Regions from separate parts of the Mus musculus genome. Here all the other regions are linked to region 3. A link is a contact called in public HiChIP or PLAC-seq and promoter capture Hi-C data. All regions are on one chromosome and are shown on one strand. The core of a region is the stretch at or near the end of the contact, and the rest is flanking DNA. Distances in the headings are between cores, read along the strand shown. Region 1 overlaps Irak2 (interleukin-1 receptor-associated kinase 2). Region 2 holds the start of Gt(ROSA)26Sor (gene trap ROSA 26, Philippe Soriano). Region 3 holds the start of Rpusd3 (RNA pseudouridylate synthase domain containing 3).

What was found. Promoter capture Hi-C pulls out the DNA fragments that hold promoters and counts their contacts. HiChIP or PLAC-seq counts read pairs in DNA pulled down with a chosen protein or histone mark.
Region 1: an H3K27ac HiChIP or PLAC-seq map of embryonic stem cells shows a contact between it and region 3, with 4 times the contacts expected there. The contact joins the enhancer-like site here to the promoter of Rpusd3 in region 3. A contact is called at or near these places in 4 of 484 Hi-C or Micro-C datasets (the G1E-ER4 cell line, liver, muscle stem cells and 1 more), 9 of 115 datasets of contacts at active chromatin or transcription factors (effector CD8 T cells, embryonic stem cells, extraembryonic endoderm stem cells and 3 more) and 3 of 9 other capture datasets (adipose tissue, embryonic stem cells and liver).
Region 2: a promoter capture Hi-C map of pre-B cells shows a contact between it and region 3. The contact joins the promoter of Gt(ROSA)26Sor here to the promoter of Rpusd3 in region 3. A contact is called at or near these places in 5 of 39 promoter capture datasets (erythroid cells, frontonasal cranial neural crest, hippocampal neurons and 2 more), 7 of 115 datasets of contacts at active chromatin or transcription factors (the SCID.adh cell line, astrocytes, bone marrow-derived macrophages and 4 more) and 3 of 9 other capture datasets (adipose tissue, liver and pancreatic islet).

The regions. Positions count from the first base shown.
Region 1 is chr6:113,689,275-113,693,926 of GRCm38.p6, reverse strand. Irak2 (interleukin-1 receptor-associated kinase 2) reads right to left here. Exons shown (of 13, transcript NM_172161.4): 12 at 2,856-3,144; 13 at 1-259. The coding sequence ends at 147. Among named protein-coding and RNA genes, the nearest start is that of Tatdn2, 5.4 kb to the left of the region's middle. Within about 2 kb of position 3,271, at least 224 of the 459 cell types and tissues checked have an H3K27ac peak or open chromatin away from gene starts, as enhancers often do. A contact at or near this core is called in the G1E-ER4 cell line, adipose tissue, embryonic stem cells and 6 more, where this site is marked.
Region 2 is chr6:113,073,661-113,078,577 of GRCm38.p6, reverse strand. Gt(ROSA)26Sor (gene trap ROSA 26, Philippe Soriano) reads left to right here and starts at 1,334. Exons shown (of 3, transcript NR_027010.1): 1 at 1,334-1,404. It overlaps Setd5 (SET domain containing 5), which reads right to left and starts at 939. Exons shown (of 22, transcript NM_028385.1): 1 at 866-939.
Region 3 is chr6:113,417,864-113,422,363 of GRCm38.p6, reverse strand. Rpusd3 (RNA pseudouridylate synthase domain containing 3) reads left to right here and starts at 3,024. Exons shown (of 9, transcript NM_001033204.1): 1 at 3,024-3,146; 2 at 3,415-3,554; 3 at 4,289-4,333; 4 at 4,418-4,500. The coding sequence starts at 3,046.

The DNA of each region.
Region 1 (4,652 bases), core at 2,022-4,521, 270 kb before region 3:
CTCTGATGAAGCCATGTTTCCTTCTGTTCAGGCTGATGTTTGGGTTGTGTGGGTCTCAACAGACCTTGGGCAGCCAAAGACCTCTTCCCTGCCTGGACGTTTGTCTGTCCAGTTGAGAATAAGGGTCTTCAGCTGTGCGCTGGTCATCAGGGTCCAAAGAGCTCGCTGCTGTCCAGTCTCTCTTCTTTGTAGAGTACGATGTTCTCCATCAGTCTCCTTTTGGCTTCATTGATCTCAATTTTCCATGAAGTCTCTGTAGCTGATGTTCAGCAGAAAACAGAAAGAGAGTACCTTCAGCAAGTGTTGCCGTTAAAATTCTCTGAGTCAGACCTTATCAGAGTCTCATGCCAAGTTTGTGAAACAGGCCCAAATACAAGTAGCATGTCATAGCTTATGCCGTTGCAGGGAAGTCTGCACCCTCCCCCATAGACACTCTAACACTCCGGCTCCCCCAATCCCCACCACACATATACACCTTTTCCACAAAGAGGCTCCCATATTCCCACAGTCATGGGAGAAGTGTGGCCATCAACAATAATCATAGCTATTTCTGTTATGAAATATAATGCGTCAAGGGGGTACCCGGTGGACTCATGACAAAGCACACCCCTGAGAAGTTACACCAAGCAACAAATCTGGTATAAGGTGATTTATTTGGGGGAGGGGAGGGGAGTGAGGACCCAGAGAAGGGGTAGAAGCAGACGAGTAGAACGGGGGGGGGGGGGGAGAGACTGTCCAGAAACACATGGTAACAGAGAGAGAAAGGAGAAAGAGCTAGATAGTGGGCAATCCTTGTATACACAGCCCGCACCTGAAGCACCTGGCTGCAGTGGCACGTGAGGACTGTTGCTAGGTCCCTGGGAGGAGCCTGGTGGAATCACCTGTATGCTAACATCCCTCCTTTTTCGTTTCATTACAAATGAGGAACTAGAAAAGGGTGATGGTTGGGCAGGAGTCAGGCACTGTGCTCTTTTAACTATTTCCTGTTGACCAAGAGCAATGTCATAACAGGGGACCCTAAGAAAATTGAGATGCTGGCCAAGTCCTGGGAGGGCTGGCTGCTTTACTGCTGTCCAGGCTGTGGGACCATCTAGGGGAAGGAGTGTGCGGGCCCAGTTGGAGCAGTCTGAGAGACAGGACAAGAGCATCCCTGGGGAGCTGCTCTGGCACATTGGGCCATGTGAGATCTGTCACATGGCATGATTTTATGGTGCCTGTCGCTTAGGTCATAACAGTTTCTAAATTCTCCTTCCTCCCCAGTGGAGTGGTCTAGACTACCAGTGAGTCACATTCACAAGGCCTGGTGATGCCTCGTCAAAAAGGCCTCAACTTTTATTTCACTAGGAAGCCTGGCATATTTGGACCCAAGTGCCAGTGATGGAGGGTGTCTTTAGAAGTTATTGGCAAGGAAAAAGAGGCAGGCAAGAGGGACCACACAAGGTCCTGCTGGGCCCAGAGAAGTGGTTTTAAGTACAACAGGTATGTGCCAAGCAGTGTGTTTTTATAACCCACTCTAGAAGGGCATAGTGGCACATATACCTGCAATCCCAAAATAAATAGACAAGGGTTCACGAGATAGCCCAGGTGAAACTCTGTCTCAAACTATTTAATTATTTTTTTCCTTTGCTGTGTGTATATGTGTGCATGCACACATATACCTACGTGGGCATGTGCATACATGACAAGGTGTGTTTGTAGAAGTCAGGGCATCAATCTTCTCCTTTTACCGTATGATAAACCAGGTTCATACATAGTCAGGTTGTCAGGCTTTGATGTCAGCACCTTTAACCTGCTGGCCATTTTACCAGTCATGTGAGCCCAGCACCTGGGAGGTGAAGGCAGGAGGATCAGGAGTTCAAGGGCATCCTCAGCTATATAGGAAGGTCCATATTATTTTAGGCTACACGAGACACATGATCTCTCAAAATTAAAAAAAAAAATAGATTACTTATATATATATAGAAGTATTATATATTATATATCCTATATTATGTGTGTAAATAATATATAATATTATATATATATATATACATACATACATATATGTATACACACACACACACACAAAATGAGGCCCTACATCCAGTCCAGTACTGCAAAAATGCATCAAAAAAATTAAAATCTGGGGACTGGAAAGATGGCTTAGTAGTTAAGAACATTTACTGCTTGGTCGTCCAAAGAACTCAGGTTCGATTCCCAGCACCCACATGTTAGCTCACAATCATCTGCAACTCCAGTTTCAGGCTGTCTTGCCTCTTCAGGTACTGTGCATATGCATTCCACAGATATACACAGAGACAGAACACCCATACACATAAAATCAGATTTTAAACTTAAAAAAATTCAGTAAATATCACTCTCTCTCTGGATCCTGGAAGAAGAAGTAGTGAGAGCGGGGCGTAGTGGCGCACACCTTTAATCCCAGCACTTGGGAGGCAGAAACAGGCGGATTTCTGAGTTCGAGGCCAGCCTGGTCTACAAAGTGAGTTCCAGGACAGCCAGGGCTATACAGAGAAACCCTGTCTTGAAAAACCAAAATAAAATAAAAAAAAAGAAGTAGTGAGCCAGAGACATGCGTGGAACAAAGCTGAGGACCGCCACACAGCTGTCCTAGCAAATGGGAAGTAGGTATGACCAAGGCGCAGTACAAAGATGGAGGTGTGAAAGTCTAAGAGGCAGGAGAGTGGTCGGAAACAATAGTCACTGGTGTGCTGAACTTCCTCTCTGTGTGTCCACTGTGCAGTGAATGCCTGAATTACTAACAAAAACCATGAATTAGGAAAAGAGAGGAGGGATGGCCTAAGTTAGGGTCACAGGAGTGATTCAGCATGGGCACCTCACCCTCCCAAGCTTACCGTTCTGGGGTGTCTGTGGGCCTGTGCAAGCCTCTGACGAGGAGTCAGCCTCCTGTCTCCCACTGGTGGATGGCTGTGCTGCTCCATGTCCCGTGAAGAGTGGAGAGGAGGCAGCCCCTGGGCACGATGCCATCATAACCAAAGAAGGGACGCTGAGGCTGGAATTGTCAACGTCATCTGTTTCCTCCGGGGTATTGGAAGATGAGCCTGTGGCCTCAGAAACCCTGCTCCAGGGAAGGGACAGCTGCCCTCGGAGTTGCTCCTCCACCCCGGCCAGGGAGACTCGTGCCTTGGAGGAGGAGACAGACAAGCAGCCGTATCAGTCGCTGACACTAAAGCTGAAGGGGCTCTAGCAGAGATAAGCACGCAAGGCAAACCCAGCCCCTCCCCCCAGCAGAGCAAACACTGCAGACAGGTTTTGACCTTTTACCCCGGTTTCCTCTCTCTTGCTTAACAACCATTACATTCCTAAAGCTGGCCCTCAAGCTATTCCCTTATTTGGTCACTGATTCATTCCTAAGACAAAACACCAAAGTCCAACTATCAAAACTCATTTTGTGGCTAATATGCTCAGTCAGGATATACCAACCCACCCTAGCAGACACATTTCCCCCCTCCCTCCACACACATCCCTTAAACCCCCCACTCCCACAGAAACACCCTCTCTTGCTTCTCTTGTCTGCTTGTTTTTCTTTCTGTTGCTGCTGCTGCTACTTTTATAACCTCTCCCACCCCTCACCCCCTGCTTGCTGGTCTGGGGAAATAAATCTCATTTGTGCTGAGTGCTTGGTCTGGGAATGTCTTGCGTCCATGCCGGTCCTTTCAAAGGCCGAAGGCCATCACATGGTCTCCTGGGAATTATAATCAAATGCCTGCTGCAGATGAATGTGTGAGCCCAGGCGGTCCAATCACTGCACCCCAGACTTCTGATGGCAAAGACTGGGCCAGGTGTGGGCAAGTGTCTGTGACCTTGAGTTGATTGCAGAGCCTTGGGGGCGGGGGTACCAGGCAAACGTGCTACATGGAGCTACATTGGGACCTTCTCCCTTGTCTCACGTCTGAGCTAGGAGCTCCTTACACTGCATCCAGGCTTTGAACTCACTCCGTAGCCCGAGCTGGCCTTAAGCAGCGGCTTCAGCTGCTGGGTCAGCATCCCAGGCCACTGACCTGCTCGCCATACATACTGCTCACCCTGAATAAGAACATTTCAATTCCTCTGTGCCTTGCAAAACAACTCAGTGTATGGGCTGGTGAGATAGCACAGTAGGTAAAGGTGCTTGCTGCCAAGACTGACAATCTGAGTTCCAGGACCCATAGGGTAGAAGGAGAAGTTATTCTTTGACCTTGACATCTGTGTCATGGCATATGTACATGTACACATATATGTACACAAGGATACATACATACACACACACACACATTCTACTTCTGAATTTAATTTTAAAATCCCATATGAATTCATTTATTTTGCACACAATCACAATAATTCTTTTTCTTTCTTTCTTTCCTTTTTTTTTTTTTAATAGTATCTTCCTACAGAGTCCTGGCTGTCTGAAATTCACTCTGTAGACAAGGCTGGCTTTGAACCCACAGACATCTGCCTGCCTCTGCCTCCCAAGTGCTGATAGATTAAAGCAGTGTGCCACCACACCCAGCTGCTGTGGACTTTTTTTTATAAATATAAAAGTATCAGAGTCTAATGGGATAAAAGAAGCCTATAATCCTAGAATTTGAGAAGCGGGTGCAGCTTCAGGAATTCATAGCCACCATGCTAAGTATGAAGTTCAAAGCCAGCCA
Region 2 (4,917 bases), core at 85-2,584, 340 kb after region 3:
AAAGGCGCCCGATAGAATAAATTAGCATAGAAGGGGCTTTCCCAGGAGTTAAAACTTTCCTTCTGAGCGATTACCTACTAAAACCAGGGCTTTTGCCCACTACCATTTACCTAGGATCTTGGCTTGCACGGATTCATAGGGGCATATCCCTCCCCCTCTTCTTTAGAGTCGTTCTTAAAAGATCGCTCTCCACGCCCTAGGCAGGGAAAACGACAAAATCTGGCTCAATTCCAGGCTAGAACCCTACAAATTCAACAGGGATATCGCAAGGATACTGGGGCATACGCCACAGGGAGTCCAAGAATGTGAGGTGGGGGTGGCGAAGGTAATGTCTTTGGTGTGGGAAAAGCAGCAGCCATCTGAGATAGGAACTGGAAAACCAGAGGAGAGGCGTTCAGGAAGATTATGGAGGGGAGGACTGGGCCCCCACGAGCGACCAGAGTTGTCACAAGGCCGCAAGAACAGGGGAGGTGGGGGGCTCAGGGACAGAAAAAAAAGTATGTGTATTTTGAGAGCAGGGTTGGGAGGCCTCTCCTGAAAAGGGTATAAACGTGGAGTAGGCAATACCCAGGCAAAAAGGGGAGACCAGAGTAGGGGGAGGGGAAGAGTCCTGACCCAGGGAAGACATTAAAAAGGTAGTGGGGTCGACTAGATGAAGGAGAGCCTTTCTCTCTGGGCAAGAGCGGTGCAATGGTGTGTAAAGGTAGCTGAGAAGACGAAAAGGGCAAGCATCTTCCTGCTACCAGGCTGGGGAGGCCCAGGCCCACGACCCCGAGGAGAGGGAACGCAGGGAGACTGAGGTGACCCTTCTTTCCCCCGGGGCCCGGTCGTGTGGTTCGGTGTCTCTTTTCTGTTGGACCCTTACCTTGACCCAGGCGCTGCCGGGGCCTGGGCCCGGGCTGCGGCGCACGGCACTCCCGGGAGGCAGCGAGACTCGAGTTAGGCCCAACGCGGCGCCACGGCGTTTCCTGGCCGGGAATGGCCCGTACCCGTGAGGTGGGGGTGGGGGGCAGAAAAGGCGGAGCGAGCCCGAGGCGGGGAGGGGGAGGGCCAGGGGCGGAGGGGGCCGGCACTACTGTGTTGGCGGACTGGCGGGACTAGGGCTGCGTGAGTCTCTGAGCGCAGGCGGGCGGCGGCCGCCCCTCCCCCGGCGGCGGCAGCGGCGGCAGCGGCGGCAGCTCACTCAGCCCGCTGCCCGAGCGGAAACGCCACTGACCGCACGGGGATTCCCAGTGCCGGCGCCAGGGGCACGCGGGACACGCCCCCTCCCGCCGCGCCATTGGCCTCTCCGCCCACCGCCCCACACTTATTGGCCGGTGCGCCGCCAATCAGCGGAGGCTGCCGGGGCCGCCTAAAGAAGAGGCTGTGCTTTGGGGCTCCGGCTCCTCAGAGAGCCTCGGCTAGGTAGGGGATCGGGACTCTGGCGGGAGGGCGGCTTGGTGCGTTTGCGGGGATGGGCGGCCGCGGCAGGCCCTCCGAGCGTGGTGGAGCCGTTCTGTGAGACAGCCGGGTACGAGTCGTGACGCTGGAAGGGGCAAGCGGGTGGTGGGCAGGAATGCGGTCCGCCCTGCAGCAACCGGAGGGGGAGGGAGAAGGGAGCGGAAAAGTCTCCACCGGACGCGGCCATGGCTCGGGGGGGGGGGGGCAGCGGAGGAGCGCTTCCGGCCGACGTCTCGTCGCTGATTGGCTTCTTTTCCTCCCGCCGTGTGTGAAAACACAAATGGCGTGTTTTGGTTGGCGTAAGGCGCCTGTCAGTTAACGGCAGCCGGAGTGCGCAGCCGCCGGCAGCCTCGCTCTGCCCACTGGGTGGGGCGGGAGGTAGGTGGGGTGAGGCGAGCTGGACGTGCGGGCGCGGTCGGCCTCTGGCGGGGCGGGGGAGGGGAGGGAGGGTCAGCGAAAGTAGCTCGCGCGCGAGCGGCCGCCCACCCTCCCCTTCCTCTGGGGGAGTCGTTTTACCCGCCGCCGGCCGGGCCTCGTCGTCTGATTGGCTCTCGGGGCCCAGAAAACTGGCCCTTGCCATTGGCTCGTGTTCGTGCAAGTTGAGTCCATCCGCCGGCCAGCGGGGGCGGCGAGGAGGCGCTCCCAGGTTCCGGCCCTCCCCTCGGCCCCGCGCCGCAGAGTCTGGCCGCGCGCCCCTGCGCAACGTGGCAGGAAGCGCGCGCTGGGGGCGGGGACGGGCAGTAGGGCTGAGCGGCTGCGGGGCGGGTGCAAGCACGTTTCCGACTTGAGTTGCCTCAAGAGGGGCGTGCTGAGCCAGACCTCCATCGCGCACTCCGGGGAGTGGAGGGAAGGAGCGAGGGCTCAGTTGGGCTGTTTTGGAGGCAGGAAGCACTTGCTCTCCCAAAGTCGCTCTGAGTTGTTATCAGTAAGGGAGCTGCAGTGGAGTAGGCGGGGAGAAGGCCGCACCCTTCTCCGGAGGGGGGAGGGGAGTGTTGCAATACCTTTCTGGGAGTTCTCTGCTGCCTCCTGGCTTCTGAGGACCGCCCTGGGCCTGGGAGAATCCCTTCCCCCTCTTCCCTCGTGATCTGCAACTCCAGTCTTTCTAGAAGATGGGCGGGAGTCTTCTGGGCAGGCTTAAAGGCTAACCTGGTGTGTGGGCGTTGTCCTGCAGGGGAATTGAACAGGTGTAAAATTGGAGGGACAAGACTTCCCACAGATTTTCGGTTTTGTCGGGAAGTTTTTTAATAGGGGCAAATAAGGAAAATGGGAGGATAGGTAGTCATCTGGGGTTTTATGCAGCAAAACTACAGGTTATTATTGCTTGTGATCCGCCTCGGAGTATTTTCCATCGAGGTAGATTAAAGACATGCTCACCCGAGTTTTATACTCTCCTGCTTGAGATCCTTACTACAGTATGAAATTACAGTGTCGCGAGTTAGACTATGTAAGCAGAATTTTAATCATTTTTAAAGAGCCCAGTACTTCATATCCATTTCTCCCGCTCCTTCTGCAGCCTTATCAAAAGGTATTTTAGAACACTCATTTTAGCCCCATTTTCATTTATTATACTGGCTTATCCAACCCCTAGACAGAGCATTGGCATTTTCCCTTTCCTGATCTTAGAAGTCTGATGACTCATGAAACCAGACAGATTAGTTACATACACCACAAATCGAGGCTGTAGCTGGGGCCTCAACACTGCAGTTCTTTTATAACTCCTTAGTACACTTTTTGTTGATCCTTTGCCTTGATCCTTAATTTTCAGTGTCTATCACCTCTCCCGTCAGGTGGTGTTCCACATTTGGGCCTATTCTCAGTCCAGGGAGTTTTACAACAATAGATGTATTGAGAATCCAACCTAAAGCTTAACTTTCCACTCCCATGAATGCCTCTCTCCTTTTTCTCCATTTATAAACTGAGCTATTAACCATTAATGGTTTCCAGGTGGATGTCTCCTCCCCCAATATTACCTGATGTATCTTACATATTGCCAGGCTGATATTTTAAGACATTAAAAGGTATATTTCATTATTGAGCCACATGGTATTGATTACTGCTTACTAAAATTTTGTCATTGTACACATCTGTAAAAGGTGGTTCCTTTTGGAATGCAAAGTTCAGGTGTTTGTTGTCTTTCCTGACCTAAGGTCTTGTGAGCTTGTATTTTTTCTATTTAAGCAGTGCTTTCTCTTGGACTGGCTTGACTCATGGCATTCTACACGTTATTGCTGGTCTAAATGTGATTTTGCCAAGCTTCTTCAGGACCTATAATTTTGCTTGACTTGTAGCCAAACACAAGTAAAATGATTAAGCAACAAATGTATTTGTGAAGCTTGGTTTTTAGGTTGTTGTGTTGTGTGTGCTTGTGCTCTATAATAATACTATCCAGGGGCTGGAGAGGTGGCTCGGAGTTCAAGAGCACAGACTGCTCTTCCAGAAGTCCTGAGTTCAATTCCCAGCAACCACATGGTGGCTCACAACCATCTGTAATGGGATCTGATGCCCTCTTCTGGTGTGTCTGAAGACCACAAGTGTATTCACATTAAATAAATAAATCCTCCTTCTTCTTCTTTTTTTTTTTTTTAAAGAGAATACTGTCTCCAGTAGAATTTACTGAAGTAATGAAATACTTTGTGTTTGTTCCAATATGGTAGCCAATAATCAAATTACTCTTTAAGCACTGGAAATGTTACCAAGGAACTAATTTTTATTTGAAGTGTAACTGTGGACAGAGGAGCCATAACTGCAGACTTGTGGGATACAGAAGACCAATGCAGACTTTAATGTCTTTTCTCTTACACTAAGCAATAAAGAAATAAAAATTGAACTTCTAGTATCCTATTTGTTTAAACTGCTAGCTTTACTTAACTTTTGTGCTTCATCTATACAAAGCTGAAAGCTAAGTCTGCAGCCATTACTAAACATGAAAGCAAGTAATGATAATTTTGGATTTCAAAAATGTAGGGCCAGAGTTTAGCCAGCCAGTGGTGGTGCTTGCCTTTATGCCTTTAATCCCAGCACTCTGGAGGCAGAGACAGGCAGATCTCTGAGTTTGAGCCCAGCCTGGTCTACACATCAAGTTCTATCTAGGATAGCCAGGAATACACACAGAAACCCTGTTGGGGAGGGGGGCTCTGAGATTTCATAAAATTATAATTGAAGCATTCCCTAATGAGCCACTATGGATGTGGCTAAATCCGTCTACCTTTCTGATGAGATTTGGGTATTATTTTTTCTGTCTCTGCTGTTGGTTGGGTCTTTTGACACTGTGGGCTTTCTTTAAAGCCTCCTTCCTGCCATGTGGTCTCTTGTTTGCTACTAACTTCCCATGGCTTAAATGGCATGGCTTTTTGCCTTCTAAGGGCAGCTGCTGAGATTTGCAGCCTGATTTCCAGGGTGGGGTTGGGAAATCTTTCAAACACTAAAATTGTCCTTTAATTTTTTTTTTAAAAAATGGGTTATATAATAAACCTCATA
Region 3 (4,500 bases), core at 1,775-4,274:
CCCAGCACTTGGAAGACGGAGGCAAGGTTCAAGGTCAGCCTGGTCTACAGAGCAAGTTCCAGGACTGCCAGAGCTAAACAGAGAAACCCTGTCTTGAGAAAAAAAAAAAAGTCTGGTGACTGCCACAAGTGTGTGTGTGTGTGTGTGTGTGTGTGTGTGTGTGTGTGTGTATACACATTGTATATGCACACACACACTCACCATAAATAAAATATTAAACAGTTCCAAAGAAAAATAATTGCTCATCTTCGTCAGTTACCTTTTTTTGGTTTTTGTTTTTTTTTTGTTTTTTCCAGACAGGGTTTCTCTGTATCGCCCTGGCTGTCCTGGAACTCACTTTGTAGACCAGGCTGGCCTTGAACTCAGAAATCTGCCTGCCTCTGCCTCCCGAGTGCTGGGATTAAAGGCTTGAGCCACCACGCCTGGCTAGGGTGGGGTTTTAAGGTAGACGTCAGAAAGGTGTGCAAAACAACTGCCGATGGAAGCCACAGCTGGGCCGGAGAATGTTTCACTTCCCTCAGCTGTTCCTTACTTTCCTGCTACATAGTAATAAAAGACCACGCCATCCCTTTCCCAAGTTGCAGGTTTTACAGATGCAAAGACACCTCCCCCGCAGGCCACCAGGATCTCCCAGGCATTCCAGAGCAACAGGTCCGTGGCCTTTACCGGATGCCTGGCTCCATATTATGTTTCTTTAGTCATCACAGGGGATGTGTGTGAATGGTCGCTCAGGTCTGAGTGCTTGGAAGACTGGGATAGTGAGCTCAGTTCATCTCTGGAACACCACAGTGCCACCAGTCAGGGCTGGCTGCACATCCTCACAGTCATTATGCCTTCCACCTACGTCTGTTTTCCATTGCTATAACAAAACACCTGAACCCAGTCTGCAGCTCGGTCATAGCGAGCTTGCCTAGCAAGTGTGGGGAGATCCGTCAGCCGCGATGAAGGAAGGATAGCAAACCACCATCTCGGAAAGTTGATAACATGCTTATCTTTGTTGGGTGGGGGACATGACTTGGTTTGAGGACACTTGCTGCTGAGTTCCATTCTCAGTGCCCGTGGGAAGCTCACGACTGCCCATAGCACCAGTTCTGGAGGATCCAATGTCCTTTTTCGGCCTTTTGGGGCACTTGTATACATGTGGCATATACTTACAGACAGACAGACACTTACATGTAAATAAAAAGAAAATACACACACGCAGAGTTTGTCTGGGTCACTGTTCTAGAGGCTGCAGAGTCCAAGAACATGAAGCCAGCATGTACCTAGCATATGTAGGGCCCTTTCTGGTGCACCCTAACATGGAGGGAGCAGACCCACATTGAGGGAGAGGGTTTCTTTTCTCTCCTCTCCTCCCTAGAAAGCTAAGCCATCATGGGGAACACCCCCTTCACATTCTTGTCTAACACTAATCACGCTGGTCTCCAAATACCATTGATATGAATTTGGAGGTTAACTTTCTCCCAGCTGAACTTGGGAGGTCACACCTGGGGTGAGAGCTGTGCAGGAGGCAGCCTCCCCCTCTAAATGAAGGGAGGGAAGGAGCATCGCACCCCTCTGATTCCCCCACCAGAATCCACAGGCTAGTACTGGAGTCCTTTCAGGAAGGCTCTCAGGCCTGGGAGCTTGGTGACAGATCCTCTTGCTCTTGCCTCGGTGGTGGGATTAAAGGTGTGTGCCACTATACCCCACTGCTTTTTAAAAAGAGACACTTTCGCCAGGCCTGGTGGCACATGCCTTTAATCCCAGCACTTGGGAGGCAGAGGCAGGCGGATTTCTGAGTTCGAAGCCAGTCTAATCTGGTCTACAAAGTGAGTTCCAGAACAGCCAGGGATATACAGAGAAACCCTGTCTCGAAAAACAAAACAAACAAACAAAAAGAGACTTTCTTTTTATTTTCAGTCATTATTTCTATTTCACTGTTTTTATTATGCGCATAAAATTGTTACTATCTTTTGTATTTTTTTTTGAGACAGGGTTATGTAGACCGATACTGGAATTAAAGGTCTGGTCTATTTTATTGCTAATTATGTACATATGTCTGTGTGTTTGGACAGGTGTTAAAGGAGGTTTTGAGTCCAAGGCTGTGGGTGCTGAAAACAACAGGCAATCCTGTTGTTTGTTCTGTTTTGTTTTGTTTTTTTGAGACAGGGTTTCTCTGTATAGCTCTGACTGTCCTGGAACTCATTTTGTAGCCCAGGCTGGCCTCGAACTCAGAAATCCGCCTGCCTCTGCATCCTGAGTGCTGGGATTAAAGGCGTGCACCACCATGCCCGGCAACAACAGGCAATCTTAACCAGTCTCCATTTTGTTTCATTTTACGCCCGTGTATTTTGTTTTTGAGACATACTGGCCAGGGTGGAACTCACAGCTTTCGTTTCTTTTTCTTTCTTTTTCTTTTTAGACTGGTTTTCTTTGTGTAGACCAGGCTTGTCTCAAACTCAGCTAACTACTTGCCTCTGTTCCAGGCATGCGCCACCACACCCAGCCTACCTTGATTTTCTTTTCATAGAGGGGCCTTGCGCATCTCCCAGGCTGGTCTCCAACCCAGTATCTGTGATCTTGTTCTTTGTGACCTACATACACGGTGCTGGGAATTGAACCCAGGACCTTGTGTAGCCTCTCTACCACCTGAGCCACAGCTTTGGGACCTTTTATGTCACAGGCTGTTACAATTTCAGACAGGTGTACTGACCGAAAGGCTGCATACCGGTCTTCACCTTTCTTCTCCCTCGGTTTTACAAGGGAGGGTTTCAGATTAAGGTTCCCCAAAATTGAAACGACAGTCTTCTCGACCCTTTTTATTCTAAGACACGTCCTCTACTTTGAGTAAATAACCCGCCTCGTGCCTCAGTTTTCCCAAAAGCCAGAACCCTAAATGGCACTTTTTCTTCTACAGGGGAGGCAAAGCCCGGATTCTCGCTCGTCTGAGCGCCCTCTGCCTTGATTGACAGCCTGCCTGACCAATCTACGCACGGAGGATGTACGGGAGGTGGGGTTGAGCTGTCCGTGGACACGCATGCGTACTGTGCTTGGTCCCCGGCAATGGGAGCCCTGAGAGTTTTGCGTTATGTCTCTATGATCTGGCGGCCGGAGCTGGGGTCTTGCGCACGGCAGAGGGATGCCGGCTTCGGCACCGAGGCCCGGTGATTATAACACTCCACTTCCGTGTATGGGGAGAGACTAGATCAAGGAGAGGGCAGGCATGAAATTCAGATCAGTACTTGGTTCTAAGCCGGACTATGTTGTGAGACCCGGCACTAGGTCATTGGACCTTTGAGCCTTGGTGCCTCTTTGGTAAAGTCTTGGGGGGTAGGTGGACTCCTGTCTGCTGAGCCCGGGAGTTCTAAGAAGAGGCTGGACTAGGCAGGGTGAGCAAGGGAGGGAGGTACAGGCTTCTACCATGTTTCTCAGGCGTCCGTCTCAACCTCACCGCTCCAGCAAGCACAAGGACCTAGTCGAGGACCAGCCCTTCCCGGGGCTGCTGAGGACGGAGAACCTCGGCCTGGAGGAGCTGGCTCATGTCCTGAGGGCAGCTGTGGTGGATCAGAAAGGTGAGGGGAGCCTGCTGCTCCTGTGCCTCCCCTGTTGCTGCAGGAGCCAGGCCAGCAGTCACATTCTTCCTAGCCTCACCATCACGAGGAGAGGTGTATACCTCACTCCTCCCTGTGTTCTGAGAGCAGCTGTAACAGAAGTTAACTATCAGAAAAAGCTTTGGGGTTAGTTATAGCTGGCCTCTGTAAGCGGCATGCCTCTTGGTTTCATAAGAGGGCTAGATGGCTGCTCTTGCAGAGAGGACCAGCAGTCAGCACCCACATGTTGCTTCACGACTGTATGTTCATGTAGCAGTGAGGGGCTTCACAGTTCTGGGATAAATATGGCCCCTGCCTTGCGAGATCCAGCGTCCTAATGTGAGAATTACTGAGCAATCGCTGCTGGCGTGGTAACCACACTTGTAATTCCAGAACTTGGGAGGTAGAGGCAAGGAGAATCAGGAGTTCAGGACCAGACTTAGCTGTGTAGTGAATTTGAGGCTGACTTGGTGTTTGAGCCCCCCTCCACCCGCAACAGTCAAGGACTGTAGGAGGGGCACACATTATACTGAGGTATGTTGGAGCCAATGGGAATGGAAGCCTGGAACTGCAGGTATGAAGGCTCCGAGGTACAGGGATTAGGAAGTGCTATTTAAAGTGGGGTTGGATTGTATAACCCCCACCCCCAACCCCACCCCCGAGGCTGCATGCAGACATGCTTCCCTGCTTTTGCTGACATCCATGAACTGTTTCAGGACCTCTGGTGACACTGAACAAGCCACAGGGTCTGCCTGTGACAGGTATGGGCATGGGCAGGGAGGAGGGCAAGGCTGGGGTAGAGATGGTTGGATGGCACGCTGGCAGCTTGTCCTCTTCCCTCCCAGGGAGACCAGGAGAGCTGACGCTGCTATCTGTGCTGCCGCAGCTGAGCCAGGCCCTGGGGCTCGAACACCAGGAGCTCCAGGTT